2 separate regions of the Gossypium hirsutum genome follow, and region 2 is linked to region 1. The links are chromatin contacts, called in public Hi-C maps. All regions are on one chromosome and are shown on one strand. The core of a region is the stretch at or near the end of the contact, and the rest is flanking DNA. Distances in the headings are between cores, read along the strand shown.

The links. A called contact is a pair of places that touch in the nucleus more often than the background predicts.
Region 2: a contact with region 1 is called in a Hi-C map of leaf, with 1.7 times the contacts expected there. The contact joins the promoter of LOC107891924 here to the enhancer-like site in region 1. A contact is called at or near these places in 4 of 34 Hi-C or Micro-C datasets (hypocotyl and leaf).

Annotation. Positions count from the first base shown.
Region 1 is chrD12:4,665,232-4,670,478 of Gossypium_hirsutum_v2.1, forward strand. No RefSeq gene overlaps it. Among protein-coding and RNA genes, the nearest start is that of LOC107891922, 8.5 kb to the left of the region's middle. Within about 2 kb of position 3,085, at least 2 of the 9 cell types and tissues checked have an H3K27ac peak or open chromatin away from gene starts, as enhancers often do. A contact at or near this core is called in leaf, where this site is marked.
Region 2 is chrD12:4,796,156-4,801,402 of Gossypium_hirsutum_v2.1, forward strand. It overlaps LOC107891924 (E3 ubiquitin-protein ligase UPL3), which reads left to right and starts at 2,371. Exons shown (of 18, transcript XM_016816846.2): 1 at 2,371-3,606; 2 at 3,970-4,080; 3 at 4,194-4,310; 4 at 4,389-4,559; 5 at 4,641-4,802. The coding sequence starts at 2,704.

The sequences.
Region 1 (5,247 bases), core at 1,835-4,334:
AGACAAAGTCTCTCTCTCTCTATATATATATGTTAAAGGAGTGTTTGGAAATTGGGCTTGTAAATCTATGACTAAAGGTTGGTGACAATTCCTTATTCATGAATGGGTTAAAATGAATGTTGATAGCTCGGTATCAAATTCTAGATCAAGAGCGATCATAGGTGGAGTGGTGAGAAAGCCGAATGGAAGTTGGATGGGAGTTTTGAAATGGCGGTAGGATTGTCAGATATTTTTCAGATTCAAGCTCGAGCATTAATTGAAGGTTTAAAGTATGCTTGGGCATAGGGTTACTGTCAAGTGGAGATTGAGAGTGATAATTTTGTGTTGATTGTTGTTATACAAAATGGGTTAGTAGCAAACAACTGTAACAACAAAGTTAGGCTTATTCAAGACTGGTGTTTTGAGGATTGGGAAGAGAAATTTTGACGGATCTTGAGAGAAAGGTATAGGTTGGTAGATTGTATCACCAAAGAGGCTCGAGGTGAAATAGAACAATTGATTATTCATCAGGAACCACCGGGTATTGTGAGAGACTTATTGGATTATGATATTCATCGTGCTATGTGTCCATTTCTTGAGGGAGATTAGTACTGATGTAATTTTAACTCAAGGCTATATCATTTTATTTACCAAAAAAAATATAAAATTGAGATTGAGAAGTTACACATAATTTACAAAGGAAGAGACTCGAATATAGAATTTTAAAGCTTTTAGAGTTGTAACATCGTGGTCAAGACAAAACAAATTGTTTTTACTAAATAAGAATAATTGGCTTTTACACAAGTGGTAAAGGTCTTGGAGATAATTGGGAATCAAATTTGTATTAATTTGAGTGAAGCACTCTGAAATAATTAAAAAGAAAAAAAACCATTTAGTTGGTATTTTGAACTAATTAAATTGCGTTAAGGAGCAAACTTATGAATAAACTAAGGGGTGAGTTTATTGCAATTTCAATAGAATGGGAGCATGGTCTAAATACAAGGAATTAGCCTTCCGTTCATCTCGTGAATTAGCAGTTAGGAAGCTAGGCAGCAGTTATAATGCCCCAGGCCCTTTTAGCTTTGTGCCCATAATGACCAATATTTGGCATGAATTTGAAAGGTGGGAAACTCAAACCTACAAAATGATGGGCTTCGTTCTAGAACCCTGGTTCGTTCCTTGTATGAGCAGCACTACCATATTTATTCCTTTTAGTAGCAAAAAGTTGATTAGAGAAAGGGAATGACACTCATAGGTTGTGTTGGAATTAGGTAAAAGTACTTATTAGATTCACCAACCGCAATTTAAATCAGCAGTCAATGAGATTCATTTCCAAAGAATTTAAGGTTTTATTGCTTATAAAACCATGAAAAGGAAGAATTGTTTGGTGGATTTACCATGTAAGTACCAAAACAAGAGAAGGTGGATTACATTTACAGGTCCCACCTCTTCTCTGTTTGCATAGATTTAGGAAGATAATGTTGGGCAGGTAGGGAGATTTATGTAGAAATTTAACATGGGGGCACAGTTCTGTGAGAGGAGGGCCCAATAAATATAATGCAAAAAAAAAAATCAACTTTTTTATGGTAAACTTATAAATAGTGATCCAATTATTATTGTGTTTTTGTTTTCACCATACAGGTTTTTTTTTTCTTTTAGTCATTGGTGGTATCAAAATTTAATATTTTGATCACTCTTTCATTAAATCACTAAGAAAATGCCTATATGACTTTTTTATTGGCATAATAATAAATTTAGCCCTCTAATATTTACAGATTCTAGTAATTTGATTCTAATTCTAAAAGTTTCAACAAATTTGATCCTCATTTTTATACATTCTTGTAATTTAATCTTTATTCTTAAAAGATAAAAAATAAAATTTAAAAACTTTAAAAATATAAAAAAAATATTTAAAAATTAATTTTTTGATAAAAATACATAAGATTTATAAAACAAAAACACATAGAATTATAAATAAATGAATACCCATTTTTTTAACATGAAATTTATTTATTAAAACAATAATTTTATAAATAAAATAATTTTTTAAAAATCCACAAGTATGACTTCAATCTTTTTCAAACTTTTTCGTTTTTTAGTTTTATTTATTATACATCTAGCCTTGTTTTTTAGTCCTCGCAAAATTTGTTAAGTAATGGGGCCCACTTTCACCCACAATCGCTAGCACTAATAACTCTTACTCTGAACTCCTTGATTTCCACATCCATTGTTGTCGTGCCATAGAACTAGTAATTTGTTGTGGAGCTGCTAACATAACACAACCTCATCCTCACTCATATATTCCCAATTATACTCGCCCTCAAGTAGAATCTCAAACGCAACAAACTTGTTTTGAGAAACAATCTAAAGACATTGATTTTTATCCTTTTCAATCTTAGTTTGTAGTTTTTGACCCAGTTTGAATATAATGGTGGTTAATGTTGAAAAAAGGAAAAAACTGAATATGCTTAAGTCTTCTTCATAGTTTTTCTCCCTTAAATTATTTTATGTATAAAATTATTATTTTAATAAATAAATTTCATATTAGAAAGTAAGAAAAGTAGATAGTTATTTATAAATATTTTATAATTTTGTATGTATTTTCATGGAAAAATAAACTTTTAGATAATTTTTAATTTTTAAAATTTAAGAATCATGATTAAATTGACAAAATGTGAACCCTATGTGATGATTTGATGGTCAAGGGTATTCACCGCCCCAACTGTGGCTTCGGTTAGAGTCGCGCTAATCACGTTTGTTGTGCGACTTTACCCTGGTATTGTAATTCACCAAAAAAAATTGATAGATTATGTAAGGGTGAGGTCTAAAATTATTATTTTATCAATAGAAAAAAAGGCACACCAACATTCCGATGAAAATATTAAAATTTGATAGTGAAAAATTTTAAACTTGAATGATAAAAATAGAAATAAGTTAATAGTTGGATGAGTAATTTATAAAAGTTAAAAGTTGAGGAAGAAATAAGTCGTTGTTGAGAAGAAAGAGTTTGATTGGGCATTTGGATCCATCCATGGCATTGGCCCATACCCACCTGACCTAACCATTTCAAGTTTGAACTGTACACCTCTCAGCCACATATCCTCGTTCTCTCTCTCTCTCATCATTATTTGGGAACTCTTTTCCCCACCACCTACGCTTTTGCTACCTATCTCTACCATAACATGCCCCCACCCTTTCTTTCTTTATTTTTGCCCTAATTGTCAAACAGTACAATTTCACCCTTTGCTACTAACAATCTTCAAATGATTTGCTAAATTGTTGGTTTTAACTAAAACTATGAGAAAAAATTAAAAAAAATTCAACCAAGACTTTGTTGATGTGAGTCATCACGTTTTCAAATGAAACGTGTAAAGAAATGAATTTTAGGAGGGGAACAAAATGCATGCACCTCTGCCCTCTGCATTATTAATATCACAACTTTTGATTTTGACTTACTCTTCAATACACCAAGCTATTACTTTCTATCATATTTTGACCAAAGATAATCCTAGGACATTGAAAATTGCTCAATTCCAATTTGTGATTAACTTGTACAAGTTGAATGACATAAACTTTCCAAGTTGTATCAATTCTCTCCTTTTTTTTTTGTTTTTCAAATAAATATGATTGAAGTCCCATCAACATCTATAAATAGATTTAGTCAAAGATTTGCAAAAAAAAAACCCCAAGGTGGACAAGGTTAGAACTATCAACTATCCATTGAGTTGCGCTGTAATCTGATTTTAAAAAAAGAGAAAAACATCTTCCGAAAGGAGCTTGCATTTACTATTTATTAATATTAAAGATTTCAAATTAATTTTATTAATATTTATACGAACTCCATCGGAAACTTACCGGGCGGAGAAAGAGGGATTAGGAGTAGGACCCACAAGTGGTGTCCGGGAGTGGGTCCCTATCGCCGCAACGGTGCACATGAGCCTACGTCCGACGCCTTTTCCCAACTCCAACTACCACCCCAAAAGAGAGGAGTTGGTACCCTGTGGGACACACACACAATACCTTTTCCCTTTTCCCTTTTCCCTTTTCTTTCCATTTCACTCCCGTCTTTTCCCCCTAATTACAAACCTACCATTTCATTTTCACTTTTTAAAATTATTAATTATTAGTAATTCTATTACATGCACGTCCGTATACAAAATAAATTGAAAATAACATTAAATAAACAACTAAACATATGATCCGAAATTAATAATAATAACATAGCATGTTATTGTTTTGTACTCCAATTAATTTTTTAACTCGAATTATCATTTTTCTTAGCATGTAAAATATTATCATATTAGGAAGTATTGTTTAATATCTTATCAAATGTTAAAACATTATTATATCGGTGATAGAAAAAATTAACATTAAATTTGATAAATATTTTTAAAAAATAGATATATAACCATTTATTTGTAAAGTAAATAAAAATTTTATCATCCATACATCAAAAAGTTAATTAGACGATAATTGGAAATTGAAGCATAAAAATGTTCTAAGATGGTTTGATCTTGTGATTGACACTGTTTCGATGATTTTTTTCTTTAAAAAAATTGTCAAAACCCAACCCTTTATTACTCATTTAGATGATAACACCCTCTATTTATACTAATTTCAAAAGTTTTGAGCATACTATATTCAATACAAGTGATATTAAGAAAGAATAATCAACCACCAAAAATAATTTGTGATAAAATTTAATACAAGTGATATTAAGAAAGAATAATTTCAACAAAAAAAAAGGATAGAAACTAAAATTTAAAACTAAAACCTCTACAACTTTTAGAGAAAGTTGAGTGTATTATAATTTATTTATAAACTTTCACTTAGTGCTTCTTAACAAATCTAAGCTGCCATGCAATTAAAATCGAGATTAAAATTTCTTGCTGAGATGTGAGAGAGAAAAAATAGGTAATCATTTGTGGAGTTATGTCTCATATTTTTTGACTTTTCTTCTCCCAATTAAATTCTTTTTTTAATTTCCTACTTAAATTTTGATTAATTAGGTTATTTTAATATTATTTTACCTACGAATTTAGCCTATAAATATGTTATTTTCCACCCTAGAAAAATAACCCATTACACATTTAGGTATTAGCTTTTACATGCTTTCAGAGAATTTTCTGTTTACGTTTTGAGGGTTCTTATTTCGGGTTTCGGGGTTTAGTTTTATCTCCATCTTTGTACTCTTTGTTTTTGTCGTGATAGTGAAATTATCTTTACCTGTGATTTTTTATCCTCTTCGAAGGGGGGTTTTCCACGTAC
Region 2 (5,247 bases), core at 1,121-3,620, 130 kb after region 1:
AATGCATTTACTACTTGGTGTGATCAGTTAGACCATCCTGGATCATATATGATGCGAAAATTAATTGAGAATTCATATGGAGATTCATTAAACAACTAGAAGATTATTTAATTTAAATAATTCTCATTTGTTGCTTGTTCTCAATGAAAATTAATTGTTAGAAACTTACTAGCTAAAGTTGAGATTTAATGTCTTGCATTTGTGTTACCAACTTGCAACCTGTCGTTTGCAAGATTGCTTGTCTAAATAATTAATTTCAAATCATGCAATTAAGACAATTCATCTTGCTAATACTAATGAGTTTATATCTCAGTCTTTTATTGATTGAATTTGAAAAAATTTTGTAAAAAATTGTTATTTATGCGCATAATGGTTTAGAGAAATTATTGATTGAACACCAATGATTAATATCTAAAACCATTACTTATGAGAACTAAGCTTCCTGTTTTAACATGAGATTATGTTGATTTACATGTTGTACACATCAAACCAATAAGTTATAAATACTCCCCATTACAATTGGTTTTTTGTCAAAAGCTAAATATTTCTCATCTTTGAATTTTGATATGTGCGTATATGTTCCAATTGCTCCACCACAATGCACAAAGATGAGTGAATTCTCAAAGAAAGTTTAGAATATATATTAATTACAAGTCTCCTTTTATTTTGAGATATTTTGAATGTTTTGGAGATTCAATTATGACATGTTGTGTGATTACTATTTTGATTTGATAGTTTTCTCGATATTAGTGGGAGAGAAATAATAGTTGAATGAAATCACTGCTTGTAAGGAGTTATCATTATCTAGATTCTTATAAAGAGTAATTTGAACCATAAGTGCAAAAAGGATAACTCACTTTATTACAAGTTAACTGTCAAATGTATTCACAAACTTAATTAGAATAATCAAGTGTTATAAACCATTTAATATTTTGAATCAAAGTCCCAGTAGGACAATCAGTTAGAATAAATAATAGATTGATTGGTTCCAAAAATAAAAATTCTTCTAAATTGTCATATGGTGGAGGCGGGTACTCCAGAAGAGACCCAAACCATAATTAATAATTAAAATTCTAGAAGAGATTCAAGTACCTGAAATTGAAGATTAAAATAGTGAAAATAAGAGATCTTGATAAGTTATGTCAATTTGAGAAAATGTCGAACTGATATTAAAAGTGGTCGACAATGGTTTTGCATGCAATATTATTGTTGTAATAATGAAATAAAATGAGGATCTTGAATAAATCTATTGAGAAATATAGATATGGAATAAATTGGTCAAAATAGAAAGATGCAACTCAAGTACAATTAATTTTGTGGAGTTTTTTGGACTAGTAGTCCAAATATCTAAAGGTATAAAGCTAGTGATGGTGCAAATGAAGTTGTTTTGCAAAACGGAATAAAATATGAAGTTTTTGCTAAGTCATGTAATTGATTATGAAAAGATATAATATTCTTTTGTGGTGATACAATAACCTTTAGATATATTATTAAACTAACAGTTCATAAAAGATTTAACTTGTGTTTAAGGGTTGTTGTTACAACTTTTTATGAATCACTATATATTAAAGTTTATATAAAAATTCTTGAAGGATTTAGAATGCCAGAAGCATATTGAAATTATTGGGAAATTGTTCATTTATATGAATTGAAATAATTGAACATATGTGGTAAATTTGACTTAGTCAATAGTAGTTAAAAAACTATTATAAATTGATCCAAAATACTATTTTTATTTTTATAGAAGGATCATGATTAAAGTTTGTTATTATTATTGTTGAAACTCGTAAAGAGATCAAAATATATTTCTCCTCTCATGACTTTCAAAAGAATGTTGATATAAATGCTTAGCAAATACGTTCAAATGGTCATTTGAAAAGTTAGTATTCAAGATTAAATACATAGAATATGAGATATTATGTAATGTTTTAATGAGGGGAAATAAATACGCGCTGTATTCTTTTTTCCTTAACCGAGGTTTTGTCCCAGTAAAGTTTTGAATGAGACAACATATTATACGTATTATAAATATGTGTACTATTTTTCCTTCTTCCTTTTCTAAAAATTTTTTTCCTACAAAAAAATTTTCTAGTAAAATTTTTAATGAGACACATTAACAATGTCAATATCAAGATAAGTTTTGATATACTTAAAATTATAATAATGAGTAGAAGTAAATATCTACTTTATCTATACTTGTTAGGCCTATTAAATAGACTTTTAAGAAGCATTATAAACAATATGCACTCTCTTATTTATTCTCCCATTTTATAACACGTATTTATGATAAAAATCTAAAATATCTCGAATATTTATTAACTCTTAAAAGGCTTATTTAAGAACTGGTTGTATATAATTTATAGATAAATTTAAAGTTATAATCTAAAAAACTTCACCCTTTTTATTTATTTATTCATTTTCACTTTAGGGTTTCAAGTTTCTCTCTTAACCTTCATCTCTTTAGGGCTCAAATTCTCCCCTAATTAATCATTGAATTCTATTTCATTCAAAACCAAGACAAAGGCGTGGGTTCCCTGATTGTAAATTCTAGGGTTTTACATTTATCCGAAGCGTGGATTCCTTTGTTTTCGTTTTCTAGGGTTTCGATAAGCTGTTGTTGAGATGCAACAAATAATCGGATCAGGAATCGTCTGATCTTGTGGTGGTGACCGTCCGATAATCAGGGGCGTTGGTCCCCTTTGTATGGAAACTCGGAGCCGGAAGCGGGCGGAGGCCTCCTCAGCTGCCCCTTCATCTTCTCCCTCCGGTCCCACCACTCGCTCTCATAAACGCGTTCGTCTCTCTTCCTCCTCTGCCGCTGCCGCTGCCGCCGCCACCGTCGCTGTTACTCGCTCCCGTACTTCCCGCACATCACGTACTTCCGCTGCCTTAATGGACCCCACTACAATCGAATCTTCTTCCGGTTCCCGCCGTGATCGCCGTTCCAGCAAAGCTAACCAAACCACAACAAGTGACAATCCGAATCTTGCCTCTGATAGAGGAAAGGAAAAGGAACATGATCCTAGGATTCGCGATAGAGATAGAGACAGGGATAATAGAGACAACAATCCTAATCATCCTGAGAGAAATTTAGGATTAAATATGGATACCTCTGGAGGCGATGAGGATGATAATGATAGCGAAGGCGGTGTAGGGATTTTGCACCAGAATCTGACGTCAGCAAGCAGCGCGTTACAAGGCTTGTTGAGGAAGCTCGGTGCCGGACTTGATGATTTGCTTCCCTCATCGGCAATGGGTTCCGGGTCTTCATCTCATCAAAGTGGGAGGTTAAAGAAGGTTCTGTCTGGATTGCGTGCTGATGGAGAGGAAGGGAGGCAAGTGGAGGCGCTGACCCAGCTGTGTGAAATGCTTTCAATTGGTACTGAGGAATCGTTGAGCACGTTTTCTGTTGATTCCTTTGTTCCCGTGCTCGTTGGATTGCTTAATCACGAGAGTAATCCTGATATCATGATTCTTGCTGCAAGGGCGCTTACTCATTTGTGTGATGTGTTGCCTTCTTCATGTGCTGCTGTTGTGCATTATGGTGCTGTTTCATGTTTTTGTGCTAGGTTGCTCACTATAGAGTATATGGACTTGGCTGAACAGGTTGGCATTTTGGTTGCTTCCTAAATAATTGATTGTTAGAAAATGAAATTGATCAAATATGTGGTTAAACTTAAACTCCCTTGAGCTGATTGAGCGACATCTTGCATTTCATTATGAACTAGGGTGAACTGCAACTAGCTAATTCTACTAGCAGTTGGCCCCCCAACTGATAAACATGGGATAGTTGAGCATTTTCCTGAAAGCCTATTTGACTTAAAATTTGCTTGTTTCTAACTAACTGTTAAAAATTAATGTTGTGGGTATTCTTTATTGTTCTTAGTTATGGACTTGAATTAGAAAGTTGAAAACTGTAGATTTGCTCCCCTCCACATTCTTATCTTTCTGGTTGAATTGCTGCAACAGTCTCTGCAAGCTCTGAAGAAGATATCTCAAGAACACCCAACTGCCTGTCTGCGAGCTGGTGCTCTCATGGCAGTGCTTTCATACTTGGATTTCTTCTCCACTGGGGTTCAGGTGATTTAATTTGTGAACATTTTGAGTGTTAATCAACATCTATGGAGTGGAGAATTTTCTTGCTATTTAGATTCTTATTGTGTTTGTTTCCTATATTTGATCCCATATTCCAGCGAGTGGCACTATCTACTGCTGCAAATATGTGCAAGAAACTCCCTTCAGATGCAGCTGATTATGTCATGGAAGCTGTACCACTATTAACAAATCTTTTGCAGTATCATGATTCGAAGGTAACGTGAACATCATATTAGTGATGAGTCATTTGTTGTCAATTATGTTTCATCCTGAACACTTAGCTATCTTTCTAGGTGCTGGAGCATGCATCTGTTTGTTTAACGCGCATTGCTGAAGCCTTTGTATCTTCCCCGGATAAATTAGATGAGCTTTGCAATTATGGACTGGTTACTCAGGCTGCATCTCTCATTTCCATAAGTAATTCTGGAGGTGGACAGGCATCATTGAGTACACCAACATATACGGTGAATTGATGGTGCTCCTTTGTTTATCTATTTGAATGCATTTTATGTACCATTTCATGACATTTGGGTTTTTGAATTCAGGGCTTAATTCGGCTGCTCTCAACTTGTGCAAGTGGGTCTCCCTTGGGCGCAAAAACTTTACTTCTGCTTGGGATCAGTGGCATACTTAAAGATATACTATCAGGTTCTGGTGTTTCGGCTAACTCATCTGTTTCACCAGCGTTAAGCAGACCGGCAGAGCAGGTAACAATTTTAATTCAAGCTGAAGAGTTGGTAGTTATTATTGCTAGCTGTTTATTTAACTGTTTTACATGTGTGCGATGCTATATTAATACAAGTGGAGCTGAGGAAATGGTATAACCTTTAAAGACAAAGTATCAACTCCAAGCTTTACTATCAATTTTGTGAACATTGCTTGTCAGTTGTTTTTTGTTTTGTGGTATCTTTTTTTGGTTAAGGCTGAAGAGATTGTAGTCTTCATTGCATGTTGTTTATATATACCTGTGTACATATGATACGTGTAAGGTTTGAATGTTATATTATTACTAGCAGTGAGGAAAATGGTATAAATGTTAAGACACAAAGTTTAACCCTTTTTATTTGGTTAAAAGTTACTTGTTTTCAATACTTCTATTTATTTCTTGCACTTTATACAGTCTATATTGACATACTAAATTAGTAATAGCTT